Linked DNA regions of Mus musculus: region 1 is linked to region 2. The links are chromatin contacts, called in public HiChIP or PLAC-seq maps. All regions are on one chromosome and are shown on one strand. The core of a region is the stretch at or near the end of the contact, and the rest is flanking DNA. Distances in the headings are between cores, read along the strand shown.

Region 1 (4,718 bases), core at 2,148-4,647, 590 kb after region 2:
CTGATGGCAGAACCAAGAACTGAAGGACACTGGGAAGCATGTGTGCTTATGGTCCGTCCCATTTCTACAATTACTGAAATGTTACCCTGGTCTGGCTGGGTAAGTGAACACTGAAATGAACAACTGTCACTTTTTTTAAGGGCAGGCTGAGTTAGGTAATTTCCTTTTAGTCTTTATGCTTATCTGTATTTTCTCAATTTCTTCTAACTATGAACACATATTATTTAAGAAATAAACAACAGGCAATTTAAGGAGAAGGCAATGTTATTCCATGGCTGGGTAAATTCCAAGCAGATGGCCCAGTAATTCCTATGACACACGTACTCAAGCAGAGTTTAGGGACTGGGAAGGCAGCAAAGAGCACCTAGTGCCATTCAGAGAATACTCTCCATCTCAGGTCCACACAGGCCTGGCTGTGTATATTGCTGCAGGCTGACCTCTGGGTACTTCAGGCACTGAGCTCTGAACTCTGGGGACAAAAAAAGGGGAGGGTCAAAAAGTGAATTAGGTAAGCCCATGACAGGGAACAGCTCTGTTGAGACAGCAGGCACATGTAGGCAGCACAGGGAACGGTAGGAAGGGGCTTCCAAAACAGGCAATACTTGTCAGGCTAGGAAGGGCCCCGAGACACAAGCCCAACCCAAACCAGAGTCTTGCAGCCTAGGCTGAGGAATCTTGGCCTTGTCCTGATTTGCAGTGGAAAGACAATGAAAATCTTGCTGTACAACTGGATGCCGGATCATGGGTGGAGTCCAGGAAAAAAAAGTACAATAGTGGGAAGGAAAGACATGGCTTCAGTTCATATAAGAGACTACCAGGCTGCCATGATGGAGGGAGCATCAAGGTGGGCCAGGAAGCACTAGCTCAGTGATATGCGGAGGACACAGTCCCCAGCACTAGGTCACAGGATACTGAATCCCAATGTCAGGGGTCCCTTTTTGGCCTCCCACTACCATACCAGCAGGAAATACTAAGGGATTCACATGGTCAAATCCAGCTGATCTTGGCCTGTGAGGGGAGCACTAAAAAGGAAAACATGGGAATGGTCCTGGAGCAACTATTTATTGAAAACTATTTAACAAAATCCTCTCCAACTGGAACAGGTGACAACTTGCACATGTGATGAAAAGCCACTCCTGGCTCTCCAACCTATAAGTGTCCAGTTAGGAGACTTAATGTGCTGCGGGGACCAACATAAAATACATGTGAGCAGGAAGCACTGCATATTGTGGCTACTGTAGGAATGCACAGAAACTACTCCAAGATACTGATTGAGTCTGGGCTGAAAAGGACCCTAGCAACACTAAAGAGCAAACAACACAAATCAGTAGCAGTAAGCAGCAGTTTAACCACAGGGCTAGCCTTTGACCTGGGTGGCAACTCCCTTTCCTAACAGGGTCTCCCAGCATTTAATTTGACTTCTCTGGCTCAGGTTCCATGCACTGAAGGAGGAAAAAGGGAACAAGCCATTGTCATGAAAAAGCCTAACTTGTATGACCATGGGCTTCAGAACTAAGAATCAACTGTAATATGACTGTTGGATAAAGACTTATACCCCAAACAAATAGAAATCCAAATATCCTGGAAGAAGGTATTTTTGGAAAAGAAAAATCGAAGGAATTAATGTTTATCCCCTGAGGTAAGATGAGGACATTGTAGTTGCATAAGAATTACACTTTTGAGACTTATGTGAAGTACCTGGGGAGAAAGGCCATGGCTGCTGCAAATTGGCTTTTAAGGTGCTTAAGCAAAGAACAAGGCAGAAGCAACCATGCCACGGGGAGGGGTGCTTGCAGTGCTCCTGTGTGCTCCACTCAGGAACCTTCCCCAGCAACAGTGTTGACTTGAGCCTGGCAGACGCTAAATATTGATTCCCTGAATTCAGGTGGCCAGAACCTCAGGGCAGCAAACTCTAACTGCTATCTGTAACTCCACCCAACTTGTGGTACCACTGCTGTGGATGGCCATGCCAGTTCACTGCCCAGTAGGCTGGTGAGAGTCCCCACTTCCTGGACTTGTTTGAGGATGGGACAAAAAGAATGAGAATGAACCACTCACACTATGCTGACCTCTGTATCCCCACTCTGGCTGCATCTCTCTCAAGATTTTTCTCTGGGAGTCCTTGTCACTTGTTTCATCTCTACAAAAGTGCCCTGCTCTGCATCTCAGTGGCACCTCTGGGTAGGCCTCCTGTACTCAACAGAGGTGTCTAATGGACATGCCTGTGCAGCTGTTCTTGCAGCAATAACACGCTTACTCACTGTGTGGCTTGATCTCTTCACTCCTAAAGAACCTGTGGCCATTTGTTGGCATGCCCACTTCTGACTCTGGATTAGCTTCTGCTGGACCCTTTCCAAAAGGTGTTAGGAGTGTTCCTTTCGGATATACAGGTTTTCCACTCCTTTCTCAACTACAAATATACTCTTGATGAAACTTCTTGAAAACACGGCCAGCCCTTTCCTCCTCACATGCCTACCTCGCCCCTACAAAGCCCAGTGTTAGCTTCTCCAGAGAGGAGGACTGACAAGGCTCCCTGGGTGTGGCTCACAAGTCCTGCTACACAGGCTTTCTTGGGTCTACGCTCTCTGCCCCCACAGAATCCGGCCTGCTTCCCACATTCTCTTCCAAGATGATGTAGAGAGGCAGCATGGTGTGGTGAAAGGAGCAGACTCCATCTATCAGCTGCACGGCTTCTGGCAGCTTGCTCAGCCTGTTTCCGAGTTCTTTCATTTGTAGAACACATGTAATATAATCTAGCTTGCAGGGCTGAAGCCAGGATCAGCGATAACTTATGAAAGGGGCCTGGCACATGGTACAGGCTCACAAAATCAGAGTGACTATTGTCTTGTAGGATCCACTCCTCTTGCTTAACACTTCTTAACCATGTGCTGGACATTCTGCCTCATAAGCACATGTCTAAAATTAAGCTCATCACTGGCCCCAAAAGCAGTAGCTCACATGACTTTCTTTCCTTCAATGGTACCATTATTCTCATGGGCTTTCAAGCTCAAATCTCTCTCCAGCTTTCAGGCCTTACAGACTTTAAAACTATCTAAGGCCACACATTTCAGTGAGGTCCCTCAAAATCACATGCCAATTTCTATTCATCCCCACCTCCGATGGCCTATGTGTGAGGCACCTCTGCTGAGGCTGGGCCTCCACCTTTTAGGCTGCCATGGCATCTTGGTCATTCTCCAAACACTGCTTCCACTAAGCAGCCTTCTTGGCAAAGCTCCCTTCTTCCCCTCCAATAACCCAAATGCATTTGTTTCCTGTTTATGTGCACATACTTTCCTCTCTTTACTCTGGAAAATATTTACTAAGCCCCTATTATATGCCTAACACTGCATTCCTGGCCCCCACCGATGAATCACCCTTTCTTAATGACACTGATCAGGACTGTGCTCAACAGCTTTTAAAGGAAGGAGAGAAAAAGCCATAGACACTAGCATGGACTAGTCAACATGGTATGTGCTGTGTGTGCTATGATCTGTGGGAGGGCCCCAGGCCCCAGGAGAAGGGAGAAAGCAGCAGAAGATATCAGGCACTCCCTGGTGGCCTTTCCTCCTCAATGGCTGTCCCTTTTTTTCCTCAAAGTCTAACATACTGACAGGTGAATCTTTCGTAGGTCAGAGAGTGGATCTTGGCCAACCCATGCACCTGAAGTGACCAGTGTCCCACCCCCAAGCTACATATCTTTCAGTCAGGCTGTCTCCACTGTTCAACCTTGTAACCCTCAGATCTGCTTTGCTGTTTTTAATGCAGATAGATCACACATATCTCTTCCATACCTGGCCTCTTTTAGTTCCTTCACAGGGTTTGCAATCTTCATCATTGCTGTCTGCAGCAACATGCTGCTCATTCTTGCTCTTCACTGGATAGATGAATGAATTCCTTGATTCTGGTCTTAGGCTTTCCTGAGCACTGCCCCATGGCTTCTTCTGGAGAATCTTTTGCGTCACTAGGTACATCCATACCTGGTCATAACAGACCTAGACCTCAGTTTCCTGACGCGGCTTTGTCAATGTACTCCCATAGCATCGTCTGAAACTCTCACCTGCTCTCACCTCTCTCATGGTGGCCTTTCTGCTGAGTGTAGGATAGTGTCACCCTGTGAGTGAAGGCCATGCCTCCCTGGTGTGTACATGCTCACTAGCAAGTGAAAACATTGTGGATACACTGATTGACACCCCAAGAGACAAGGATACCTGTGCCTAGTCAGGCAGGCTTTGTGAGTGTGTTAGTAAGATGGCTGATCAGGACTGTCTGGATCTGCTTACAGGCCTTCTTTATCAGAGAAAAAGGAGGAAAAAGGGTTGACCACTCAGGAATAGGCAAGCAGATGTGTACAGACGTCTGTGCTAGGAAAGAGCCAAAGTCTAAGAAGAATACAAACATTTCTGAGTTTTGTGCTTTCTCCAAATTCAGTCTTGGAAGCTAGTTTACAAGCTTTCTCCTCTGTGCAGCTGGCAAGTTTGGGAAAGTGAGATGAGGTCTTACAGAAGTGGGGAGGGGGTTCTTTGTGGCCCATAAACTAGAGCAAGGGTATCAATCAGTTCTCTCTATTCCAGAAGACTCTACAAGGTGGAGCCACACATTGCTTATGCCTCACCACCTCCCCTCCACACCAGAGGATCCATGGCCTGCCCCAAGCCTCACCACCTCCCCTCCACACCTGAGGCTTCCATGAAGCAACAAACTTGAATCGATGTGGAGTG
Region 2 (5,443 bases), core at 2,106-4,605:
CTTAAGAGGGCTAGAAGGGGAGGCAAGAAGGGTACCACCCCAAAAAAATGTTTATACTTGTCTTCCCTCCCTAGGCTGAGTGGCTCCAAGCTCATTCCTCACATCCAACCTTAATGTCCTCATGTCTAAAGCATGGACAGTCACTCCAAGCCCCGAGTCCCAGAGGGAGAACATTTGTCCCAAGTAGGCAGAGCTATCTGTCCCCAATGAGTCCCCAAGTACTGTGTGCTGCTGTACAGGGACCTGAGGAAGGCACGGAGGCCAGGAGGTCCCCCATCTAGAGAACCCTAAGAGCAGACAAAGGGTTGTATCTCCTGCAAGAAGAGGCTAACGTGAGTGTCAGGGCTCATCAATGTTCAGTGTGGCCTCCCAGCCAATTCAGGCTGACTACAGAGGCAAAGGCAGACCCACAGGGCAAGAGCGGCATGCTAGACCCTGTGGCTCAGAGACACTCTACTCTCAGCAAGCTTATCCACAGGCCTCACTCCGAGCTGTGGGAGGCCAAGTTATACGTGGTGTGGGGAGCTCTGCTGGAGTTTCTGGCTCAGAAGCTGGGAACCATGACACCTCTTCCAGAGCAACTCTAGATATCCCAGATACCAGATACCAGATCCAAAGTCAAAGGCTCTGCTGCCATATAGCTAAAGCTGTCTTCATAATGCTCCTGTGTCCACATTACTAGCTCACGTGGGTAGGACACTACGTAGTCATGCTCCAGCAAGATATCTAGAGACCAGAGGGAGTCGTGACAATCTTCGTGAAGTCCACAGCCCCTAAGGTTCCTTTTGGTTTCGAGGAGAGGATGCCAATGTGTTCTTCCTCTCCAACGCTCACCCCGTCACAGGGAGAGCCTAAGATACTCATGTTGACTTTCTAGTCCTAATGTAATGGGGGAGAGCAATATCCATCCCATAATAGATAGGTAGTAGTGAGTCAGGATGCTGGGTCTCACGCAGAGACTACCCAGGTGCCAGGTTCTTCTCAGAGATGTGGGGAGGGCATCCTCCAGGAGGACACACCTCTGAAATTCAACTTTACTCTTCCTCCCTTGAGGCTAAGCCCCCACTCCGCAGACTTGAGCCACTGTCCCATCTTCATTACATGCCTCAAGCTTTCTTCTCTTAGGACTTCTGGTCCATCTGCCCAGGCTAGCCTGATCTACAGAAGTCCGTGTAGAAAGCAACCAGGTTAGCATAGTGTTCCAGGTGAAACCATAAACAGCCAGGAGGCACAGATATGAAACTTGAAGAAGTCTGGCTGCCATGAGAACCGTCAGCAGATCCCAGGCTACACAGCCAGCCCAGAGTCATGCCCTAAATTTACAGTTTGTTCAAAATCAGTACCTTTTACCCCAGACCCAGCATGGACTTGCGGGTAAGAGTGTGTGGGAATTAAACAGAGGGGAGCCACAGATAAGCCTTGAGCCCAGTTATTCTGTGAGAAGCCCCAAGAATCAACATTTCTAGACAGTTCCCAGGTTGATGTTTCTAGTTCTGGCCGGGCGGTGGTGGTGCACGCCTTTAATCCTAACACTTGGGAGGCAGAGACAGGCGGATTTCTGAGTTCGAGGCCAGCCTGGTCTACAGAGTGAGTTCCAGGACAGCCAAGACTATACAGAGAAACCCTGTCTCGAAAAACCAAAAAAAAAGAAAAAAAAAAAAAAAGAATTTCTGGGGGTTGGGACTAGAGAAATAGCTCTCTGGTTAAGGGTCCTGACTGCTCTTTCCAAGAACATGGGTTCAATTCCCAGTACCCACATGGTGGCTCACAACCATTTAGAACTCCAGTTCTGGAAGATCTGATGTCTTCTTCTGGCCTTTGCCTGTGCTGGGCACACATGTGATACATGATGTGCAGATATATGTGTGGACAAAACACCCATACACATTAAAAAACAGTAACAAAAAATTTCTGGAGGTTTTTCAATATTGTTTTTAAATTAACATTTATTCTCTCTCTTGTGTGTGTGCTTGTGTGCACATGTGCATGGATTTCAAAGGACAACTTTTGGGAATCAGCTCTCTCCTTCTACTGTGTGGGCTGGAGAGACTGAATTCAGGTCATTGGGCTTAGTGACAAGCATCCTTACCTACTGAGCTATCTTGCCATCCCAAGAAGTTCTGTTGTAAGTCACAAAATTTGGGGATGATTTGTTACACACCCCCAAATTTGATGCAGCCTGTATGTACACTGAGAAAGGTTATAAATGGTGTTCTTTCATATCAGAGTAGGATTACACTCATTCATGCATGCAATTTATAAATGTTGGCTTTGCACCGGGTATTATACAAAGCCCAGCATATGCAGAAATAAGAAAGATATAGTCCCTGATCTCCATAGAGCCCAAGAAGATAATAGATCACCATAGCATAGTGTAACATGCTGCGTATATATGTGTGTGTATGCATGCATGTATGTATGTGCGTATGTATGTGCATAGGCATGTATGTATGTAGGCATGTATGTATGTATGTAGGCATGTATGTATGTATATATGTAGACATGTATGTATAAGTGTGTAGGCATGTATGTAGGCATGTATGTATGTATGTATGTAGGCATGTAGGTATGAGTGTGTAGGCATGTATGTAGGCATGTAGGTATGAGTGTGTAGGCATGTATGTAGGCATGTAGGTATGAGTGTGTAGGCACGTATGTATGTATGTAGGCATGTATGTATAAGTGTGTAGGCATGTATGTATGTATGAGTGTGTAGGCATGTATGTATGTATGTAGGCATGTATGTATGTATATATGTAGACATGTATGTATAAGTGTGTAGGCATGTATGTATGTAGGCATGTATGTATGAGTGTGTAGGCATGTATGTATGTATGTAGGCATGTATGTATGTGTGTACATGAGGCCTGAAAGCACACCACAGGATGACAGCACGGTGCCCTGCTAGCAGACTGCAAAGCAGGGAGAGGCTGAACAAGAAGTAATGCTAGGAGGGAGCACAACTTGGGCAGAGCCTGGGAATGCTCACTCCTCATCTCATTCTACGGGGTGGATGATGGTGCTCCCCAAGAGAGCACACACACAGTGTGCCAGACCTCACACTGCAACAAAACAGCCAAGGACACATTACTGGAATGAGGGATATACTACTCACAGCTCCAAAGGCCAGTTTTGGTAGGAAGGAATCAGGTCTATTCAAATGAGAAGGTGGGGGTGCTTCCCCAAGCTACACACTCCCAACATGCTGGCCGGTGAATATCCTCTAACCAACTCTCTCCAGAGACAATCCCCCAGGGATCTCTCGGGTATTTCAAGATTCGCCACCACTGCTCACTGTGTACTCTCCTCCACACTACCCTCTGGAACAGAGTGCCACCAGAGCCTAAGTGTACATATGACTCACCCAGTGCGCCGGGCTCTGCATGGATGAGTAATGCTGTTGGTCCACAGACCACACTTGGAATAACAAAACTCAGAGTAGCTTCTGACAGCCAAATCGGTACCTACCATCCCATCGCAAAGATGACCCAGCCATATTCTTTAAAGTGGTAGAGGGACTCCCCATCAAGGGACAAAGCCCAGTACCCCTCCCCCACTCTTCACAGTCGAAATCATTCCCTGAATGCTCTGTGCTTTAAACTGAATTTCTAGAGATTTCCAGAACATTACAACCTCCTTTGCTTTCTTCATACATGCTATGCCTTCTACATGAGCATCCATTTATCCTCATCTCTTCCCTACCTAATTCTCAAAGAGCTGTTGATTTGTATTTTTCCTGAATGTGTGCCTGCATGTACCACCTGCTCTGTAGTGCCCATGGAGCCAGGCTGAGCGCATTGCATACTGGAAGTAGAGTTGTGAACCTCAGTGCGGGTGCTAAAAACTGAACCCAGTTCAGTGCTCTGCAAGAGCAGCGAGTGCTCTCAACTGCTGAGCCACCTCTCTGGCCTCCTCCTCCTCAACTGCCTAATTCTTATTCCTGTCTCTGGACACTGGACACAGCCCCCTCTCTCTCACGGCTCTCTCTCTCTCTCTCTCTCTCTCTCTCTCTCTCACGTGTGTCTGTTGTTGTATGCATGAGAGCATGCACACGGTGTGTATGTGTGTCTGTTGTATGCATGTGAGCATGTGAGTATGCATACTGTGTGTGTGTGTTCTTGTATGCTCGTGAACATGTGAGTATGCACACACATGCAGTGGCCAGAGAAGAACGCCCGGTGGCTTTCCCTATCATTCTCAGTGTTAATCCCTTGAGCTAGTAGTGTCTCTCACTGAACTGGACGCTTAGCTGGCTGGCCAGCAAACTCCAAAATCCACCAGTCTCTGCCCCCCCAAAGCTGGGGTTACAGCATGTCCAGCCATGCCCAGCCTTTGTGGACACTGGGACTCTAACTCAGGTCTTCATGCTTGCATGGCAACCATTCTTATCCACCGAGACAACTTCCCGGTCCCAAATAGTTCCTGAACAGCCTTTCCTAGTCACTAGCCCTGGCAGGGTGCCATTCTTTGTTATTCCCGCCTTGGCCCTACAATCTGCTCACCCAATCATACAACCTCCCTCAGATGGTAAGCACACAGTGGGTCCCTCAGATGGTAAGCACATAGTGGGTCCCTCTACACTACAGAGTCTAGTTTCTGATATGCAACTGGGCTCAACAAGCCCTTGAGTGAATAAATAATAATTGGGTCGGACCCTCTTGTTTTACAGATGAAATCACTGAGGACTCGTGGGACTAAGTTAATAGAAAGAGCTGTAATTAGCTGCTTCTCCCCACAGGAAGGTCTTGCAGATGTTCTATAAAGGAGGTTGGGGAAGTAATTATTTGCTGAGCTGGGCTGCATAAAACAATATTCAAGGCAGCATAGTTACCCCCACGGGATGTAGGTACCCAGGAGGGGAGCCCGCACTGAGGATCGGAGGACACCCTTTGCCTTTGGACATGCTGCCTGGGGTTCCTAGCTGAGTTCAGGTAGAGGGCTCTGTCTTCCTCTGAAGTGCCCCCACAATGCTATCCACCACGAATATCTATTCACAGGCCCACAGGGGCCCTGTTTAGAAACACTTCTATAAAGTGTCCTTGTTTATTTAACACTTATTTTCTAATTTTAAAAAAGTGGAACAGATTCACAAAATCCTACTGCCAACTAAAACCAAGATCCCCACGTGAGGAATGTGCCATCTTATTGCACGTAAAATTCATACAAGAATCACTCGGTCTCTCCCGAGCTTATGGTCTGAGCGGGGTGGTCCGCCAGGTCCTCCCTGGTGATGCAAAGATGGACTTTGGACAGTCTCTGCCTGCAGGGAAATTAGCAGTTTAGGGGAAAAAATGGAATCTAAATTGTATACAAGATACCAGCTGCTTCGGCAGCCCTCGTTTGCAGAAGCAGCCTCCCCAGGGCTGGGGAGCGGGGATGGCAAGGAGCCAAACGAGAGAAACCAATCTGGAAAAACTCATTCATGCATCCCAGGGAGAAGAAA

Evidence for each region. HiChIP or PLAC-seq counts read pairs in DNA pulled down with a chosen protein or histone mark.
Region 1: a FOXA1 HiChIP or PLAC-seq map of pancreatic cancer cells shows a contact between it and region 2. The contact joins two enhancer-like sites.

What each region holds. Positions count from the first base shown.
Region 1 is chr6:89,459,219-89,463,936 of GRCm38.p6, forward strand. All of the region lies in intron 5 of Chchd6 (coiled-coil-helix-coiled-coil-helix domain containing 6), which reads right to left. It overlaps Gm46966 (a long non-coding RNA gene), which reads left to right. Exons shown (of 4, transcript XR_003956465.1): 4 at 1,433-4,718. Among named protein-coding and RNA genes, the nearest start is that of Gm46966, 8.4 kb to the left of the region's middle. Within about 2 kb of position 3,398, at least 27 of the 459 cell types and tissues checked have an H3K27ac peak or open chromatin away from gene starts, as enhancers often do. A contact at or near this core is called in pancreatic cancer cells, where this site is marked.
Region 2 is chr6:88,866,331-88,871,773 of GRCm38.p6, forward strand. All of the region lies in intron 1 of Podxl2 (podocalyxin-like 2), which reads right to left. Among named protein-coding and RNA genes, the nearest start is that of Podxl2, 6.0 kb to the right of the region's middle. Within about 2 kb of position 3,356, at least 45 of the 459 cell types and tissues checked have an H3K27ac peak or open chromatin away from gene starts, as enhancers often do. A contact at or near this core is called in pancreatic cancer cells, where this site is marked.